2 separate regions of the Hordeum vulgare genome follow, and region 1 is linked to region 2. A link is a contact called in public Hi-C data. All regions are on one chromosome and are shown on one strand. Each heading gives the region's core, a stretch centred on a gene start, on an enhancer-like site or on the middle of the called end of the contact. The rest is flanking DNA. Distances are from core to core; before and after follow the strand shown.

Region 1 (5,050 bases), core at 1,057-3,556, 110 kb after region 2:
AAAGATTTAACAGATTCATTGGTTTTCACAAAGAGAGCAAATCAATATGAGCGCAGAAGCAATCGAGTTTTGCCATTATTAAGCAACAACATGACATACATGATACAACTAGAGGTACATATAGCTAAATTAGCGGAAGCCCTTTGTATTGGTACTGCTCGCCGAGCTCCGCGAGCAGATCGTTTTCCGCCTTGAGTATGTCGCCCATGTTGTCCAGCAGGAGGTACTTGTCCAGCGAGAAGCCCGACTCCGGCGAGATGAGCGCCGCGACGTTTCTCAGGAACTCCTCGTCTAATGGGGCAAGGGGCTCCCACTTTTGTCCCGACGTCAGCAGCGGCTTCTGAGGTCGCCGCCTCACGACCTTCATTTTCTTCTTCTTCATCGTCATCCTCCTCTTCTCCCCTCTTGCGGGCGTCGGCGACTTCGCCCCCGCCTCCGTGTTCTCACACGATGAACTCGCCATGATTCTTCTCCCGTCCTTCTTCCGCTGAGAAGATTGGTCTGCTCTGCTGGTTTCGCAGACTTGCGTGCTCGCCGGCACCGGTATAAATACAGCAAAAATAAGAGATCGATGATTCATTTCTTGGCTAGGGGAGCAGTTCGTTGTATCCGACTCGTATTCAGTCCACGGTTCCGGTTCCTACTCCCGCATGGTCGACGCATCGGTTGGGATCCTAATTGGGACGGCCCAATGGTAGGTTATTTTATAGTATTTTTATGTATATTGTCTATAAGGACGTTACTGCATCAAAAAGAAAAGTATAATGGCTCTGCATCTAGTCTAGTTGCTGAAGCGTGTGCGTCGAACAGCTTCCCCATCGCTTAGTGACAGTTCATGAAATCGTGTGCGATGACCATTTCTATGGATTTTTTTTGCATGATAATATGTGTCTCATTTATATCATAATGAAAATAATACAAGACCATTGTTGTGGATTATAACAACACATATACACAGCCAAATACAAACCCTACGGTCTTGGTCACAATATAGTGGTACAGGTGTCCATTAGGACATATGTCCGTGTGTTGCAACGGAAAAAAAATTAATTTGTATTTGCAAGCACAACACGTCATGCTCCGCTACGAAAGAACGCTAGTTACCACATGACCAAAACGACCATCGATGCATCACTACATCCAGAGAGTGTCACCACCTGCAGGGAGGCGCACGTCAAAGCCTTCAACAAACGCGGGGACTATGTTACTCCCTTTGTCAGACATTATTAGGCTGGTGGACCACTTAGCCTCAGCCGGACATTAATCATGAAGTGAGCCTTAGCGCAGATGGTAAAGATATCTTCAACGTGACGATGTGGCGTTGTGGCTCCCTGGCCCAGATCTTCCCACCAATGAATAGTAAAATCGACAAAAAATAGAAAAAATGATTTTTTTTTTTGGAGTGCAAGATGTTCCTTTGGGTGATGTCAAAAACTGCTTGGAGCTGATTTTTATTTTTTTTTGCCAGACGCTCCTCGAATGTCCAAATACCTCGAAATTTTGCAGACATTTTAGCATCTTATGAGCCAAAAAGGATTCAGATTTTTTTGATATTGTGCTTTTCACCGGATGCAGATGAGCCGGGGACCATTTTGATTATTATTATGGCTAATCTAGTTTAAATGTGTCATTGTTCATGTAGCCCACAATCATTTTTTCTTTTATTGTTTGAACACACCACGTCCTTCATTTCTTTTAAAGGTTTCCTTGCATGTCTGCTCGTCGTGCAGTTCATTCCTTTTAATTGTCATTCCTTTTAATTGTCCGCTTTTAGCATCCATTTTTAACTGTCTTGCTGATATTCCAAGCAAACCGCAAGGTATATAAACCGGTAGGGATCTATCTAAAGAGGCAAGGTGGGTTTATTTAACATAAAATATTGATGTCGAGTTATTTTTAAAAAAACAGCCTCAACTTTATTAATTAGAGATAATTGTTACATCGTCTATTAAAAAAGATACAATATTTTCCAAAGGCTCCTCAATCCACTCACTCGTATCAGAACTCTTTGCTAATCTAGCAAGCTCATGTGCTACTTCGTTCGCTTCTAGTAAAAAAAATTCAGAAGCCATAGAAAAACAATCCTCAAAGGTTGCAGCCGCCGCTCCCGCATAGTACCCTCCCTTGTTCATTGTTTCAATTACTTCCGAGAATATTGATGTAGAGTTGGTTAGTGCAGTTGCCTTACCCTGGACATGGAGTATTGAGTTTAATCTTCCATAAATACATATTTTTGTACACGTTGTTCGTGGCCCATGGCAGACGGCCCAATATTGTAGCGAAGCCCAGCAGTGCAGCAACCTGACATGGTACGATAGATGGTGAGGTGTATGCGTGCTAGCAACGTAAGAAAACGGCCAGGGAGAGGCAATGTATGTACAATATTTTTAACCATGGATTCAAGCTCGTAAAATTTTGAGACTTTTCCATAAAACTGTATGACAGACTAAGAATACATATTTTCTTAATTAGTAGGTATAGATGCGGCAAGTGGATTGTTTCCTGGTTTTGGGAAGTTTCCATAAGCTTTTCAGACGGTTTTTCATTTTTTCTATTTTGGGGTTTTCCTGTACCAATCTTGTCTATTTTTTATTTTCTACTTATTTTCATTTTGCTTTATTGCATATTCTTTTACTTTTTTTCATTTTCCTTTTTCTATTTAATTTTGGCAAAACACGAATTGTTTCAATTTTATGATACTTTTTTTAATTGAGGAACTCCTTTTCGAACTCGTTTTTTCAAGTTCATCATTATTATTTTTTAAAATTATCACCTTTTTAAAAAATATATGAACTATTTTTAATGTTTGTGAACGCTGTCTCAAAATTGATGAACTTTTTTCCTAAATGCTGAAGTTTATTTTAAAACTGATGAACTTATTTTAATATTTGATGATCTAATTTTAAAACCGGAGAATGTTTTTGCAAAATAGACGAACTGTTTTTCTAGCATATGTACCTTTTGAAAATTCATGAACTTTTTTTCAATTTTTGGGCTTTTTTTAAAAGTTGATGAGCTTTATTCAAAATCGTGAAATATTTTCCATCTATGTGCAACCTCTTTTTTCAAAATCATGAACATTTTCGAATTGATGAACTATTAACAGAGATTATACGCATGACCTTTTTTGAATTCGCAAACTTTTTGTTGAAATATCTGCATTCTATTTGATTTTCTGATTATTATTTTCAAGCTAGCGAGCGTGCTCGTGGGCTCACCCATGCTAGCAATGGTGCGAGCTGGCACTGGCGCAAAACGCGTCAATTAGGAAGAGCAACTAATTAAGGAGTACTCGTCCGAGAGCCTCTCGAAGGGTCCATTGCCACGTGTCGTACTCTTGGTGTTTCCTTTGGATTTTTTTCTATACATATTTATGTCTGGAATTTTGGCTTTAAGATGATTTTGTTTTCCGGGTTTTTTTGGCTTTTCCGTTTACCCCCGATTTTTCTTACAATTTAGACCCAAAAATAAGATTTTAAAGAAAAATCACAAAAAAATGCATTTTCTCTTTCTTTTTTCCTACCCTGAGAGACATGGATTTGCTTCTCTTAGAGGCACATGTGCCTCCTGAAAAAGCAAAAAAAATGTTTTTTCCTTCCGCGAGGCAAGGTCGTGCCTCTCAGAAAAGAAAAAAGATCCATTTTTCCTTTCACGGAAGTACGGATTTGCTTCCCTGAAAGGCCTAGTCGTGCATCTTGAAAAAGGAAAAATGCATGTTCTCATGAAGGAAAACAACGTGGTTTTAGTTTGGTTTTTTTGTTTGATTTTTTCGTGAAAAAAAGTCCAACGAAACATATCAACATGTGGTCTAGTTTTTAAGATCTCGACGCATGGAATCTAACGGCAAAACCAGTTCTAGATTTGGACGTAGGTTTTGAGAGATAAAATGTTTTGAATAAACAAATCTGCGAAAAAGGAAAAACCCTTAGGTTGCTACAAGTGACGCACATGCAGTTGAAGACTTGTCGCACCCTGGGTTGGGGGAGTGATCTTTGCCAAGAGTAGTTTTCAATTAGTGATTTCGCTAATTAGAAGCTCGCATCATCTCCGATGCGAGCACTAGTGGATCAGCCCATGTGCGCTCATATGGGTTTTTTGGAGCGGCTTTTGGAAGCTTCTATGGAGCTGTTTAGACAAATTTGAAAACCTTTCATTCATTTTTTATGTGTTCACTATATAGATTTACATGGACTAAAGTAAAATGTAGATTTACATTATTTTTTCCCTTAGTTTTCTTTGTGTGTTTTTATTCATTTTTTGAATACACATGGAATTTTTGGAAATACAGTTCGAATATTTTTTGTTTACATGTTATTTCTTTTATACACGTTGATGATTTTTGTAGACACATTTAAGTGTTTTCCAAAATAAACAGTATTGATTTGTCAAATGAACATTGGATTTCTTATGAATATAAGGTGAACATTTATGAAACACCCATTGAACATTTAGAAAAATTCCATGAACATTTTTTTCTTAAAGCATGCAAAACAGTTCTTAATGTTAGAACATATTTTTTAATGTCAAAGACATTTTTGTTGAATGGTACAAAATATTATTTAAAATTACAAGACCATTTTTACATACTAGAAACAGTTGTGGAAAATGTTATGACCATATTTTTGAAACGGCTGAATATTGTTTAAATTTCATAAATATATTTAGAATGGTATGTCAAAAGTTTAAAAATATGTGAATATTGTTTCTACATTGTATAAAAAATTTAAAAACTGTCATGAACATATTTCTGAACACATGAACTAAATGTCAGGAACATTTTTCGAATGGTACAAACATTTTTAAAATTGTGGAGACAATTTATTACACTACATGAACATTTATTTGAAACACGCAATGAACAAGGGGTAAGGGACACGTGTCATGTGCTTTGCTAGCGCATCGTGGTTGCTGAGTGTCTCATTCCTTTGTTGTTGAGTTTTGTTTTAGTGCGGAGTGTTTTTACAGTATACTCGAGAAAGATCCTACGTTACGAAGGATGTGTTTGGTAGGCGTTTCTAGCGGGACTGGCTCGTGGACATTGGCTCAACAA
Region 2 (4,712 bases), core at 1,662-4,161:
ACGATTGGTATTGACTCTGTACATCATAGTTATGAAGAGATGAGTGTAGCTCATTGTATTTGTAACCCCTTCATGTTTCATATTAAGTCAGTAAATTCACCTTTTTTTTGTATATGCACCTTTATTCTTTAATTTATGTAGGGTTCCATCAATACACCCCTAGAAAAGTGTACGAATTTCCATGTAGATTGAGTATAAGTTATCTTAATGGATGAAACAAGAGATCATAACAGTCTAATCTTTATATTGTCTTAATGGATGAAACAAGAGATCACAACAGTCTAATCACTCCCCTTCAAAAGTGTGTACTATCGTACCGAAACAAAACTCTGCACACACTTTATTAATTGCGATCAATCGTAAGATACACCTCCATGCATGCATTGCGGGTCCACTAAACATGGAAGAAATAACCATGCTTGCCTCGGAGCTTGTGCGTGAACCGTTGCTTCAAGTTCATACGATTTCATTCTCTTTCTTCTTTTATTATGCGCCATGTCATCAAAATCATCTATGTGGCAATATTATCAACGATGATCATACAATCATTGGAGATGCCCTTACTGCGCGAGCTAGGGCCGGATTAGCAATCATATCAACCAATACTGTACGTACAAGATCATGCATCGTTGAGCCGCTTGGTGGGCGAGACGGCCTCGATGGCCTCCCCGAGCGGCCACGCGGCCTCGATGAAGTACTCCCCGTGCTTCACCTTCTGCGCCACGGTGATCTCCTTGGTCGGCTCCAAGCCGAACCCGTCCACGAGCAGGGAGTACTGGTAGACGAGGTCCATGCAGATGTAGGGCGCGTCCACGGACCGCACCTTGGGGTACGCGGCCTTGGCCTCCAGGAAGCTCATCGGGCAGATCTCCTCGGCGGCGGCCCTGAACGCCGCCGGCGTGGTCTTCCCGCTGCTCGCCTCGCTGTCGATCAGGCCGACGTCTGCTGCCATGTAGTAGAAGCTGGAGGTGACGTAGAGCTCGGCCTGGCCGGGGCCGCCGCCGCCGTTCCACGCGCCGTTGAAGGTGCAGTTCTTGGCCGCGCATGGCGCGCTGATTCTCAGCGCCCTGGTCACGTCCTCTCTGCACTTTTCGTACGCCGCTCCTTGCGGTGCTGCTATGGCGTCGTATTGCTCTCCGTTGTAGGTGTATTTGCCTTCATTCATTCGATCAAAGGATATATATGCACATCGATCAGATGTTCTTGATTATGTTAGATGTGCCCTGCTTATATCAAACCAAATTAATCAGTGATATATGTATAGTACCATCGTATCCGCGCAGCACGCAGTAGCTGACTGGTCCGTTCTTGGCCTTGAAGATCTCTACCCTTGAAGCCTGTGCGCCGTAGTGCAAGTAGCTGAAATGGTTCCAAAAATTACCAGATGTCAAGCCACTGATTAGCCAAGCCAAGTACTCTTTCGGTAGTGTAATATAAAAAACGCTCTTATATTATGAGACCGAGGAGGTAGTTAGCGGTGCACAAGGCTTTGTAGCATTGCAAAACAACAGAGATGTCGTAAAATAGGAGAAGAGAAATGAGTAACCTGTGAACGTAGACGTTGTAATCTTTTCCTTTGAGGTACTCTTTGGTGACGTATGGGTCCTCCCCTTGAGGCACCGTGGGAGCGGCAGCTGCGGCGTTCGCTGAGATGGCATATGCCATCTGCACGGACCCACCTCCAAGGTCGATCACTGCCACCGTCTTGGAGTAGTCTCCTCCCAGTTTACCCAGCAGGTAATTCAGAGCAACCTACGTACGTACGTACGAGCGATATTAATAATTTGTGTAACAAGCAGTAAATAATTGTTCCACGTGGATATATGGACTGAGTAATTTATTAAGGTCATCTATCTAAGTGGTGTATATATATATATATATACGTACCCATAGGTAAGATCCTTCCTGAGACCCCTTGAGAACATTGATCCAACTGGGATTGTACTGGAATTTGGTCTTGCTGTGGACGGCATCCCTCACCTGTATTTTGTGATTTATTTAGGAATCAGTTCACACAAGTCCACGTACCCGTTTCGAATTTTAGAAACTAATTGGAACGAGTCCATCCGCAGGGGTGAAAGGTAAAAAAAAAAGCAGAGGTGAAAAATAATTACTGCTTCAAGAATTTGCTCTGCCTTGTCATCTCCGATAAGTCTGAGTCCAGCCGTCGCCTGCACATTCCATTGGTATAAAATAAACTTTTGGTCAATTTTTTTGTTCAGGTGTAAATTTCAGCTTCTTTTAGTTGAATCTAATTAAACTTCAGGTTTTTTCCCCAGCTGAATCTAAATTCCAGCTTTGCTGGTACGTAGATGGTGATAGTATTTTTTGTTGATTTGTTATTAGGAACGGGAACGGACCCCTAGTTTAACGGGTGTTTTCTTCATGAGCCAGCGAGGCACGGCGCTCTTGGCCTTCTCCAGCAGGGGTGTGATGGACTTGGCGGCCTCCTGCGGCCGTCCGGCGTACGAGCTCAGCCCCGGCTCCACCTACACCGCACCGCATGCATCATTCACCACCAAATAATTAAAAGGGCTAGCTATCAACAACAACAACAACATACGTGAATATCAGAGTGCACATATGCATATATACCTTGGCGAAGACCTCGATGTCGTCGCCGACGTCGACGAGCTCCATCTTCTTGTCGAACCGGAAGACGTGCACGCGCGTGCCCGTGCTTCCGGCGTCGAAGATCACCGCGTACTTCCCCGGCGCCGCCTTCAGCTCGGGATCCTCCCCGGCAATGGCGCCAGCACCGGCCTTCCGGCTGAGCACCGTCGCATCGGCGGCGAAGGCAGAGCCGGCGAACGAGGACGCCAGGAGGAGGAGGAGGATGCCCAAGCCATGAGCCATGGCGAGCTGGTGGGGTGTGGTCTGGTGGGTGGCTAGTGCGAGTGCTCGAGTGACGAGCCGAAAGGGTGTTAAAAAGGAGGCGGGAATCTTTCATGGACAGCCCCGGGTTTTGGTTGGCCGTGCAGCCGAGTCCCTGCCTTGCGCACTACTGTGTTGCAGTACAAAACAATCCATCTTAGTGTAGGTGATTATATATTACTTGCTGTTTAAATAGATGTATTTAGATCGTATTTTAATTTTACATATACATCCATTTAAACGATAAATAATTTGGATCGGAGGAAATAGTACTGTATCTAAGAGCATCTTTAACACACGCATAAAAATTTCACGCCTAATAAAACATTTAGCGGGCCACTGTAACACTTCTAATGCAGTGTAAATTATGAAGCGCGCACGATCCGGTGTCTAAAACTTGCTGCCCATGATAGCGTTTTTTAGTACGTGTCTAATTATTTTTTAGCGCATGCATTTAACAACCGTAAAAAGAAATAAATTTTTAACACACGGAGCTTTCTTAGACGACTGTTGGGGATGCTGTAAGACTAGTGCATCCATGCATGATGCATCCATCGCTTGTGTGTGTAGATCTCATCGTGAAAAGATGATGATGTGGATGGATGGATGGGGTTGTCGGATCTGAAACATCGATCTACCAAGTTACTGTATGTGCCGCTAGCTAATTCTAATCAACTGTGATCCATCCAAAACAGTCGGGGTCTGGCTCTGGCCCCCCCTCCACGAGTAACACGCTGCATGTTTCAATATCATTGTGGAGGGACCCTACCCGACTTTATCGTACGACGCGGACACATGCATGCGCCTCCAAAAATCATTGCCCTGGCCTCGTCACTCTCTCCTCTCGTCTCGACCTACAAAGCATCGATACAACAGACATTGATACGGTGATTCAGATACGACGATACGGAATATGGCAATATCTAGAAACAACAACACCGTGATACGGCAAGCATATATAAATAATAATAAAATAATATATAATAAAAACTAACATAATAAAATATATGAGATGAGATCAAAATACCGTCTCACTGGTTGCCTAATTACTTCCATACCTTCTTGTTTTTCATTTTAAAAATCGTACTATCAACAATAGGTAACACGGCCAAAACTGCCCCGGTCTTATTTGGACTGTAATACCTAATAACATGATAACATAATATCAACAAATCTTTTAAAGTTAAATTTTTAAGATTGTTAAATGATAAACATATATAAAGAGCAACCTTGGATTACATGAGTGGGCCAAATAATGGAGGGGTACTACTCTTCTTCCAACGTTTTAAAAGTTTTTTCTTGATAACAATATAGAGAGCACAATCTTTATTGAGCTCCTTATTTTCATAATAATAAATATATAGAAACTTTCACCTATAAACATGACGATAATTAAAATCAGCAAGCAATACACAACAATAATGCTCAAATGATGATGGAGAAAGTTAAAAGATGCTATGATTTATAGTTGTATCTTCTTCCCTAGCAATAGGAGGCAGCAACAACATTAGCAAGTAATTTACGCCACAAAAATCAACAAGCAAGCAGCCAAATAGCATCAACAAGCAATTTTATCCAACAAGTAGCATCCTTATCAATCACTTTTATCCAACTACTACATTAGTACAATACACATTTATTATCTCTATGAACAGATCAACGATACATCAAGGCATGAGCAATACTCAACGACGATTCTTTAAGGATACCCGTATCGCTATTTTTCTTTAATTGAAAAAGGCAATACTTAGGAGATACCCGTATCGAATGCGTATCTGGCGTATCGGAGTATCGGCAAAATACTGAACGGCGATACACAGATTTCTGAAGTATCAGGA

The links. Hi-C and Micro-C count contacts between places; a contact is called where the count stands out from the background.
Region 1: a Hi-C map of seedling shows a contact between it and region 2, with 4 times the contacts expected there. The contact joins the enhancer-like site here to the promoter of LOC123449952 in region 2. A contact is called at or near these places in 3 of 6 Hi-C or Micro-C datasets (leaf and seedling).

What each region holds. Positions count from the first base shown.
Region 1 is chr4H:600,810,250-600,815,299 of MorexV3_pseudomolecules_assembly, forward strand. No RefSeq gene overlaps it. Among protein-coding and RNA genes, the nearest start is that of LOC123449955, 25 kb to the right of the region's middle. Within about 2 kb of position 2,307, at least 1 of the 3 cell types and tissues checked has open chromatin away from gene starts, as enhancers often do. A contact at or near this core is called in seedling, where this site is marked.
Region 2 is chr4H:600,703,217-600,707,928 of MorexV3_pseudomolecules_assembly, forward strand. LOC123449952 (probable apyrase 3) reads right to left here and starts at 2,912. Exons shown (of 7, transcript XM_045127333.1): 1 at 2,596-2,912; 2 at 2,361-2,489; 3 at 2,115-2,171; 4 at 1,888-1,980; 5 at 1,547-1,752; 6 at 1,268-1,359; 7 at 319-1,155. The coding sequence starts at 2,856. The coding sequence ends at 620.